Linked DNA regions of Sus scrofa: region 1 is linked to region 2. Evidence: chromatin contacts called from public targeted proximity ligation data. All regions are on one chromosome and are shown on one strand. The core of a region is the stretch at or near the end of the contact, and the rest is flanking DNA. Distances in the headings are between cores, read along the strand shown. Region 1 has its middle 24 kb from the start of TPD52. Region 2 overlaps TPD52 (tumor protein D52).

What was found.
Region 1: a targeted proximity ligation map of alveolar macrophages shows a contact between it and region 2. A contact is called at or near these places in 2 of 47 Hi-C or Micro-C datasets (liver and retroperitoneal adipose tissue) and 1 of 2 datasets of targeted methods (alveolar macrophages).

What each region holds. Positions count from the first base shown.
Region 1 is chr4:56,446,185-56,451,290 of Sscrofa11.1, reverse strand. No RefSeq gene overlaps it. Among named protein-coding and RNA genes, the nearest start is that of TPD52, 24 kb to the left of the region's middle.
Region 2 is chr4:56,540,044-56,545,056 of Sscrofa11.1, reverse strand. All of the region lies in intron 1 of TPD52 (tumor protein D52), which reads right to left. Among named protein-coding and RNA genes, the nearest start is that of MRPS28, 65 kb to the left of the region's middle.

The DNA of each region.
Region 1 (5,106 bases), core at 366-2,865, 93 kb after region 2:
AAAAGAAAAAAGTTGAGGCCAAACAAGAAGAGATAATATGGAAGCTAAAGAAATGCTCTAGCAGCATTTCCAAACAAGAAGCCTTAATGAAGGTAATGATCCTAAGTATATCCTCAAAAGATAGATCTCTGGAGTGATTCAATGAGGCCATTACAAAATATCACTTTGCAGCCCCTGGTTTTGTAAAGAAAGGATGGGGAAAATATGGCTGTGCTCTTGACACAGATAATCTCTGATGCTTCCAAAGGCCCTGCTTTGTGGCACCAGATGATTTCAAAAGGATGTTAGCTAAATTTCTCTGTGAAACTACCCATGGTGGTGCAGAAAAAATGGTTAACAACTTAGATCAACATTACTGCTGGAAAAATTTAAAAGACAGCTGCACTTATTCTCAGGTCATGTGTGGTTTGTCAACAACATAATTCTAAAAAAAAATATGTAAAGGGAGGAGAGTGACCAGGATCTGATGACTTGCAGGCCCTTCAAATACCTTTAGGTGGATTTTTTCCTGCATTTATTTTATCCTCTCCATGGTATTTGAATATGTTTTAGTTATTGAGCATCTATTTTTAAGCTGAAAGTAATTACTTGCTGAAAAGCAACAGGTCTTATAGTTTCTAAAGTGTTACTTGATTTTGTGTTTCCATCCTGGGTACCATGTTCTACACCAAATAACTGAGTCCCACACTTTATGGACACTATTATGAAAAGAATTATATAAGGCATTACCCCTGACTCCAAAATGACATGCATTTACTGTCCGCAATCTTCTGAAAAGTTGAAAAAACCAGTGGCATTCTCTCTTTTTTTTTTTTTTTTTTTTTTTTTTTTTTTTTGCTTTTTAGGGCTGCACCCACAGCATATGGAAGAAGTTTCTAGGCTAGGGGTCAAATCGGAGCTACAGCTTCCAGCCTACACCCCAGCCACAGCAACACAGGATCTGAGTCGCGTCTGCAACCTACACCACAGCTCATGGCAACACCAGATCCTTAACCCACTGATCGAGGCCAAGGATCAAACCTGCATCCTCATGGATCCTAGTTGGGTTCGTTATCCGCTGAGCCATGAAGGGAACTCCCACCAGTGCCATTCTTAAATTAAGCAACATTTTCAGAAATCCTTGTGCTTCCTTGACTGAAGGTGTTCCAAGGTAACGCCGTGGCCCATGCATTTAGGGGTTTCACCTCTGCCATCAGCTCTGCCTTGCTGAAAGCAGATGCAAAATATCAGAATGGACTCATGACCTATACCCAGTCCTATTGCCAACAGATCAGGACCATCTCCTCACATCTTCTGAAACAGCCTCTTCTTCACCTTCCACCAAGAGATCTGTCTATTGGAAGAGATATCCATCCATTGGAGGCTCTTGAACCTCATCAGAAGGAATCTTACCAAGAACTGTTAGTGACAAGGCCAGAATTCTACACCAAAGAAGCAATCCAGAACTTCATGCACAATCAGCAAGCTACTCTAATAGGGGGACCTCAAAGTCAGGATTGTCACTGATGCCCTAAAAGCAGTAGATATTTTGAAAGTAGACAGATGAACCAAGACCTCTGGAAAAAGCTGATGACCTCATGTGGTAGATGGCTTCCATCCAAGATGTTAAGCCAAGACTTCAGCTATTTCCTGTTTTTGTTTTTTTTAATTTGCTCGTTTTTAGCCATTCTCACTTTCTACAGACCTCTGGCTGTCATTTACCCATAATGATCCTTTTTCCTTTTATTTCCCCTTTATTATAATTGTTAGTTCAGAACCCACTCATTCTAATGCCATTCTTAGATTATTCTAAACAAGAGCCACTGCCCCCAATCTTACTGACTCCTGGATAAGCTGTCCATCACTGGACCCCCATGATGAAAACCTTTGGGCAATTCTGGTCTCAGGAAATAAAAATATAGGATAGTTCCTGCTGTGGTTCAGCGGAAACAATCTGACTAGTATCTATGAGGATGCAGGTTTGATCTCTGGCCTCGCTCAGTGGGTTAAGGATCCGGCATTGCCTTAGCTGTGGTATAGGTCACAGTCATAGCTTGGATCCTGTGTTGCTCTGGCTGTTGTGCAGGCTGGCAGCTATAACTCTGATTCGACCCCCAGCCTTGGAACTTCCTATGCCACTATGCGGAGGTTCGGCCCTAAAAAGCAAAAAAAAAAAAAAAGAAAAGAAAAAGAAAAAGAAAGAAAGAAAGAAAACTCTAGGGAATTACAGAGGATGGCATCTCCACTTGCACCTACGTGTGAAAGAAGTTTAAACAAACCGCTTGTGACTTTGTTCATGCTCTTCTCACCCAAAAAAAACCCCCAAAATGCCCCTACAAAAGCCAATTGTTACAATCTATTGATCAGACCCTAACTAATTCTAACTTTGAATTCAACAAAATTCATAGGGCAAGAAGCCAAATAATCCTTGCTGCCTGGGAGAGACTAACAGAAATTCAAATTCCAGTCTGGTGGGCAATTTTTTTTTTGCTTTTTAGGGCCACACCTTCGGCATATGGAAGTGCCCAGGCTAGGGGTTGAATCAGAGCTGCAGAGAGGCCAGGGATTGAACCCAGATCCTCATGGATACTAGCTGGGTTTGTAACCACTGAGCCACAACAGGAACTCCTTGTGGGCAATTCTTTTCCTTAGATCTCCATGTGTCAAGCCCTGATCCTATTTCCTTTGTGGGAAGGATATCTGATCCTGTTTGCCTCAGAGCAGCACCTCATACACTTCACAAATACTGTTCCAAGACTTGCCTGGAGAAGAGAACCTAATTCTAGAAAACACCAAAGCTGGAAACTCTAACTCAGACTTGAGCTCGAAACATGGCACCCTTGATTATTTAGGCATTCTCTGTTGAGAAATTGATGACTCACTCTTATGCAAACAATCCGAGCAATATTTCCAGCAATAGGAATCATACAAATAAAAAAAGACTGTAGGAAGCCTATCACTAACTCTGGCAATAGTTATTAACAAGACCACCTCTTCCCTTGATGGACTATAGATTAGTCACAACTCTTTGTTACAGGTGGAAACAGTCAACAGCATAGCTCTAGACTCCCTCTTGGCTGATTACAGGAGCATTTGTATCATTGCTAGTACGTCTTGCTATACTTATATTAATAAAATAGGAAAGATAAACAGCCTATGCCTCATTTGAACGAATAAATCTACTTGGGCTTTCTGAGCTTGGTCCTCAAGGTCAACAGGGTTTGTTCTCTTGTTCTGGATGGGTCAATTGGGGCTCCTGTTTTAAAGCATCTTACAGGTAATATTAAATATTCTTGTTTTGTCATAGTGCTCATGATGCTTGTGTACCGTATTCTCTTTCTAGTGTTTTAATTGAATCTCTGGATTTACTCTCTTGCCAGATGATTATCATGATGATAAAACAAAAGCTAAGATGATCTCTCAATACACTTGGCTAAGGAAACAACTAGACCATCCCCAAGAGACAAAGACCTGGAATTCAAGCATTTCCTGAGTTGGTCAACTTCTCAAAAGTGACCAGATGACCAAAAGAGGGGCTTGAGAAACTAACTATAGAAATGAATAATAGTCAGATCATATATGACAACAGAACTCTAAACCATAACCAGTTCAGGAAACCAAACCATGACCTCTGCAGTCAACAGTCCCAAACAGTCAGGACTTGGTCACTGACTGCCAGCTTCTCTATTTTTCATCCCTGCTTCCTCCTCAGGACCAACCAGAGAAATCCAAATATGCTGACCATATCACTCATGTGATTAAACTCCTTCATTTGTGACTACACAGGACATCCAAGATTTCAACCACACTTCTTAGCATATCTTGTAAGCTTCTCCTATATTTACCAGCATTCTATTGATTGCAAATGGTAGAAACTCAAGTTGGCCTGAGAAAAAAGGGAACTGCCTGTTCATGTAACTTGAAATAACAAGAGTGAATAATTGGGTTTAGATTAAGCTAATGGGGTTTGGGCATGGGTCAAGGCAGGGAAAAGAAGCTAATGTGATCTTCTGAGTGGGCTCCTATGGGCCATTCAAAGTTTTGTTGTTGTGCTTTCTGTTGATGCTGTGTAATTGGGATTGATTTTTCACATGTTTGTTCTGCGAAGGTTCTAAAGTTCAGAGGGGATTATCTTCATGGATAAGATCCAGACGTGCCTGGATCTTTGGCTCATTCCTTTGGCACCTCACAAGCCTAATAACAGAGTGGAGCTGTAAGTCTTTTTGACTGATGATTTTTCCAGTTGGTGCCTTTGGCAAAGTGAGACAGACTCTGTGTGGAGAAACCCTTTGAGCTTTTGGAATTGTCACCTCAGGACAGTAGCATCTAGAAGCAATTACTGCGCTCCTATAGAAAATGAATTCCTGACCTATCTAGGCCTAGGGACTCTTCTTCCTGATATTCCCATTTTGAAGGACAGTCAACATGAACTGAAGAACTAACAATGTTGGGGCTTCCAGTGTGGCTCTATGGAATAAAAATCTGACTAGTATTCATGAGGATGTGGGTTCGATTCCTGGACTTGCTCAGTGAATTAAGGATCCAATGTTGCCGCAAGCTGCAGTGTAGGTCACAGAGGTGGCTTGGATCTGGCGTTGCTGTGGCTGGGGCATCAGCCAGCAGCTTCAGCTCTGATTCCACCCGCAGCCTGGAAACTACAGATGTGGCCCTAAAAAAAAAAAGAACAATGTAGAAAGACCCCAACAAAGCCTGCTGGTCAAACACAACAACAGTATATTGTAGAATGCAGCCAGCCTGGCCTCAGAGATATGTTGACTTTACATGGAAAAGTGGCAGCTACCCCTTTGGGTTTACATAACCTAGATCATAAGGATAGTAACCACTTCTTTGAGTACACTGCCCAGCATGTCCCCCTATATTAGACATGTGGGCCAAAGTAGGAGACACAGCATGTCCCTATAAGCTTTGAAAAGATGTGCTTATAACCAGGGAGGCTATGCACATGTGGCATAGGAGGCACATGCGAATTCTCTCTACCTTTCTCTCAACATTTCTTTCAATTTTTTTGCAAAAATGCTCTTGTCCCCCTTGCACCTGACCCTTCTGAACAAAAGGTCTAGATGCAAGCAGAGGATGATGGGAACCAAAGTGCAGTAATGGCAATGG
Region 2 (5,013 bases), core at 882-3,381:
TGATTTGACCCCTAGCCTGGGAACTTCCATATGCTGCAGGTGCTTCCCCAAAAAGAAAAAAAAAAAGAAGTACATATTTGTATAACTGGCTCACTTTGCTGTACAGCAGAAATTGACAAAACACTGCAAATCAACTATAATTTAAAAAGTAAAATAAATACAAAAAAAAAAGATCTGTTCGTCCAACTTGCATAATATGCCTTTTTCATCCTTTCCCTCTTTTCGTTGCCACTGACCACACCGACTTCAGACCTACCTGAAGTGTACTAGCAGAGACCAGCCCAGCCACCAGTGTGCCAGACGTCTCTTGGTCTCCTGTCTGCCTATTTAGCAACCTCTTTTCCTTGAGAAATCCTCAGGACTCCCAGGAGAGAGTTATCACAGGTCCTGCCTATACCCTGGGCCTCTGACTCCTGCAGACACCCCAGCCCCTTGCTCACAGGGAATGGCCTAAGGGTAGACATATGACCCAAAAAGCACCAACTCCAGGCCCTCTCTGGTATTTACCCAATGAGTAATAGGAGAAAAACGCTCTTCCTATAACCTGAACTGCTGGATGTCCATCTGGAGGAGCTGGGAGCTCTTTTTCTCCCCGTGCCAACAGGCAAGAGAACCAGCATCTAAACGGGGAATGGAGGGGAGGTGGAGAGGAGAACTGGAGGCAGCAAAGGGATGGAGCAACAGAATCTGAGCCCTTACAGCCAGCCACCCTGGACTTCCCAGTTATTAAACAAACACATTTCTATTCTGTTTCACTTGTAGATGGAGTTGGAGTCTATCATTTCAATAGAAAGAGATCTATAATTTTTTACCTACTTTCCAACCACTGCACACTATTACCCCACCACGTTTCAGCCAAACTTGATTTCCCTTTCTCGAACACATCCTAAACCTGATCAGACATTTCTCGAATTAGAGTTTCTTTTCCCTGTATTTTTACCAGTCAAGTACTTTTATCCACTTATCAAGTTCAACTTAATAAGACACATACGAATGGTGCATATACAAGAAATGTTCACTTTAGTGCTATGCAAAGTGGAAAAATTAAACAATGCAAATGCTTACTAAAAGTGGATTCTTTACATGCTAAGTAGAACATTTTTTTAACAGAAAATTATGCAAACGTGAACATGTACATGTTTTATGGGGAAATGTACTTTTTTACAGGGAAAGATATTCTTGGCACATGCAGTAAACAAAGCAGTTTCCAAAACTGTTATCACTATAGGATCCGTAATTGTGTGATAACTGGAGAGATCAACCAACCAGAAGAGAAAGTGGGTAGGAGCAATCCCAGAAAAGAGTGTATGCACAGCAGTGCCAGCAGAGGGCACCCAAGCGCAGCTCAAAAGTTAACAGTCCAGCCAGTGAAAGAGTACATACGACTGAGCAATAAGCCGCTGGATGACTCATGCTTGTGCAAATGGAAATGGAATAAGTACACATGACTATAAAGAATATTAAGTTCTCGCCTGTCTATTAACACATCATTCAAATATGTCTGGGTAGGTTCTCCCTCATTTGGAAAGAGTTAAGAGATAGTCTAATAGAAAAGCCAAGTAACAAAAACAAAAATTTACTTTGAGGAGGCTTGAAGGGCACACAGACAGACGGTGTGACTGCCCCACATGAGGGAGACAGAAGACCCTTTGGAGACAGTGTAATGACACAGCAGCCAGCCAGCCAAATATAGGACAATGTGATCCTCAACCTAATGAAGAACAGCAGTGGATTATAAACCATTAAAAATACGAAGCCGAGAGTTGGCATCTGATGGTTAATTGTATGCATCAATTTGACTGGGTCACGAGGCGCCCAGATATGTGATTCAACATCATTGCAGTTGCGTCTTGGAGGGTGTCTGCAGACAAGATTAATGTTTCAGTTCACAGACCGAGTAAAGCCGGCTGCTCTCCCCAAAGAGGACGTGCCTCATCCAATCTGCTGGAGGCCTGAGCAGAAGAACAAAGAGGCTGAGAAGAGAAGATTCACTGTCTCTGCCTGACTGCCTTGAGCTGGGATACGAGCCTCTGTACCTGGACTCAGACCCAGAATGAAATTTACAACATCAGCTTTCCTGCTTCTCAGCGCTTCAGACTCAAACTGGAAGCACAGGAGCTTCCCCTTTATCAGGGGAGGATATGTGCCAAGACCCAGTGGATGCCTGAAACCATAGAGAGAGAGTACTAAACGCTACACAAAGTAAGTTTTTTCCTACACATACCTACCTATGACAAATTTTAATTTATAAATTAGGCACAGAATGAGATTAACACTAATAACTAATAATAAAAAAGAACAATTTGATGATTGTTATACAATTATAGATGTAATAAAATTCACTGAGTAATTTAAAAAAAGAACAATTATAACAATATACTGTAATAAGTTCTGTGGGAGTTCCTTTTGTGGCTCAGCTGGTTAAGAACCTGACATAGTGTCAGTGAGGATTCAGGTTTGATCTCTGGCCTCTTCCAGTGGGCTAAGGATTCTGCAATACCGCAAGCTGCGGTTTAAGTCACAAATGTGACTCGGATCCTGCATTGCTGTGGCTGTGGCATAGGCCAGGAGCTGTGGCTTTGATTTGACCCCCAGCCTGGGAATTTCCATATGCCACAGGTATGGCTGTAAAAATAAGGAAAAAAAAAAAGTTATGTGAATGTGGTCTCTCTCAAAATACCTTAATGTAAAAATTCAATAACTTCTGTACCTCAACTAAGCACTTACCAGGCACTGCGACCACAGCATATGCAGTCTGAGATGTGACAGCAAAACTGCACAAATTTCTTTATCCTTTTTCACAATTTCTCAAATAGATTGTTTGTATCATAGACCTTATCAGCTTTATTTTTATTTTTTGCCAGGTTTTTTTTGTTTGTTTTTTTTTTTGTTTGTTTGAGGGCTGCACCCAGAGCATATGGGAAGTTCCCAGGCTCGGAGCTGAATCAGAGCTGTAGCTGCCAGCCTACACCACAGCCACAGCAATGCCAGCTCCAAGCAGTGTCTGCAACCTACACCACAGCTCTCTCAGCACTACCCGATCTTTAACCCACTGAGTGGGGCCAGAGATCGAACCCACATCCTCATGGATACTAGTCAGGTTCGTTACTGCTACACCACCACGGCAACTCCAACCTTGTCAACTTTGGCATACCATATTTTCCTTCCCTTATTAACTTGAGCCTTTTCACTGAAAGAAGCACTTTAAGCTCTCTTTGGCAGATTTGAATATCCAGCATCGTTGCTCTTGTACTTTAGGCCATTAAGTGAATGAGGCTCACCCTTGAACACGAGTGTTATGATACCATGAGAGGCCATCTGATAACCAAGTCAGCCACAGGTAAGCAGGAAACACCGGACAAAGGGATGATTCACATCCAGGGTGGGGCAGAGTGGGACAGAGCACAAGGTTTCACCACATTGGCGCACAAGTGAAAACTTATGAATTACTGAGTTCCACTGTGGCTCAGTGGTAACGAACCCAACTAGCATTCACGCCTTGCAATCTCTGGCCTTGCTCAGTGGGTTAAGGATCCGGCATTGCCATGAGCTGTGGTGTAGGTCGCAGGTGCAGCTCAGAACCAGCGTTGCTGTGGCTGTGGCGTAGGTTGGCAGCTGCAGCTCCCATATGACTCCAGCCTGGAACTTCCATGCACCATGGGTGTGGCCCTAAAGAGACAAAAAAGAAAAAGGAAAACTTAGGAATTGCTTATTTCTGTCATTTTTCATTTAATATTTTCAACTTGCAAATACGGAAACTGTAGAAAGCGAAACCTTAGATGAGAGGAGGGTTTTTACTGTATACACTCCTGGGTTTCCAACTTGTCCCTGCTTTGTGCTCTGCCTTCCTATCCACGTGAGACAATTCCTTATAATAAATCCCATTGGTCTGTTTCTCTGGAGAGTTCAGACTAATACACTATACAAATAATAAATAGATAAATAAAGAGGAAGATGGACGACTCTTACAGAAAAACGCCATGTCGACTGTCACCATTAAGACTCAGGCAAGTCTCATCAACAGAAGCTAAACCTAGGGAGAAATTTTTATATATATACAGTCTCATGGGGCCTCCCCACAGATTTACGAGGTGTTGGAATGGAAAATATAGTAACAACACAGAGTAGAAACTAAACATCATCTTTTCTGAGTGGTCAGCATTGCCATGAGACAGGTGGACAAAAGACTTCAAATGTGATACCCTGAATACCTGCAAGGTATCCATGCTAAGAATGCAGAACCTGAATCTTACTATGAGGAAGTATCAGACAAATCCAAAATAAAAAAGTTACTCTTAAAAAAAGAGGAGAAGGCTGTGTTCTTCAAAAATACTGATGTTGGCATTCCCATCGTGGCTCAGCAGAAACAAAATTGACTAGGATCCTTGAGGACACAGGTTCAATCCCTGGCCTCGCTCTGTGAGTTAAGGATCTGGCATTGCCGTGAGCTGTGGTGTAGGTCACAGACACGGCTCGGATCCTGTGTTGCTGTGGCTGAGGTGTAGGCCAGCGGCTACCACTCCAGTTGGACCCCTAGCCTGGAAACTTCCATATGCCGTGGGTGTGGCCCTAAAAAGAAAAAAAAATATATATATATATATAGATAGATAGATAGATAGATGTCATAAAAAGCTGTGGAAATCATCTGTATTAAAGGAAACCTGGAGTTTCCCTGGGGCACAGCAGCTTAAGGAACTGGTGTTGTCACTGAAGCAGCTCAGGTCATTGCTGTGACACCAGTTTGATTCTTGGCCCAATAACTGCCACATGCTACAAGACTAAAAAGACATGACCACTAGAAAACACACATGATCCTATATTGGGTCCTGAACCAAAGAGAAGAAAGAAATTCTAAGAAGGACATTATTGGGTCAGTTATTTTCAGAACTCTGAATACAACGGCAGAGGAGACAGAAGTATTTATCAACACTGAAGTTGCAACCGTACTGTGGTTATGGACAAGAATATCCCTTTCCTTAGCAAATTCAAACAGGAGGAATTAGGGCCAAAGGG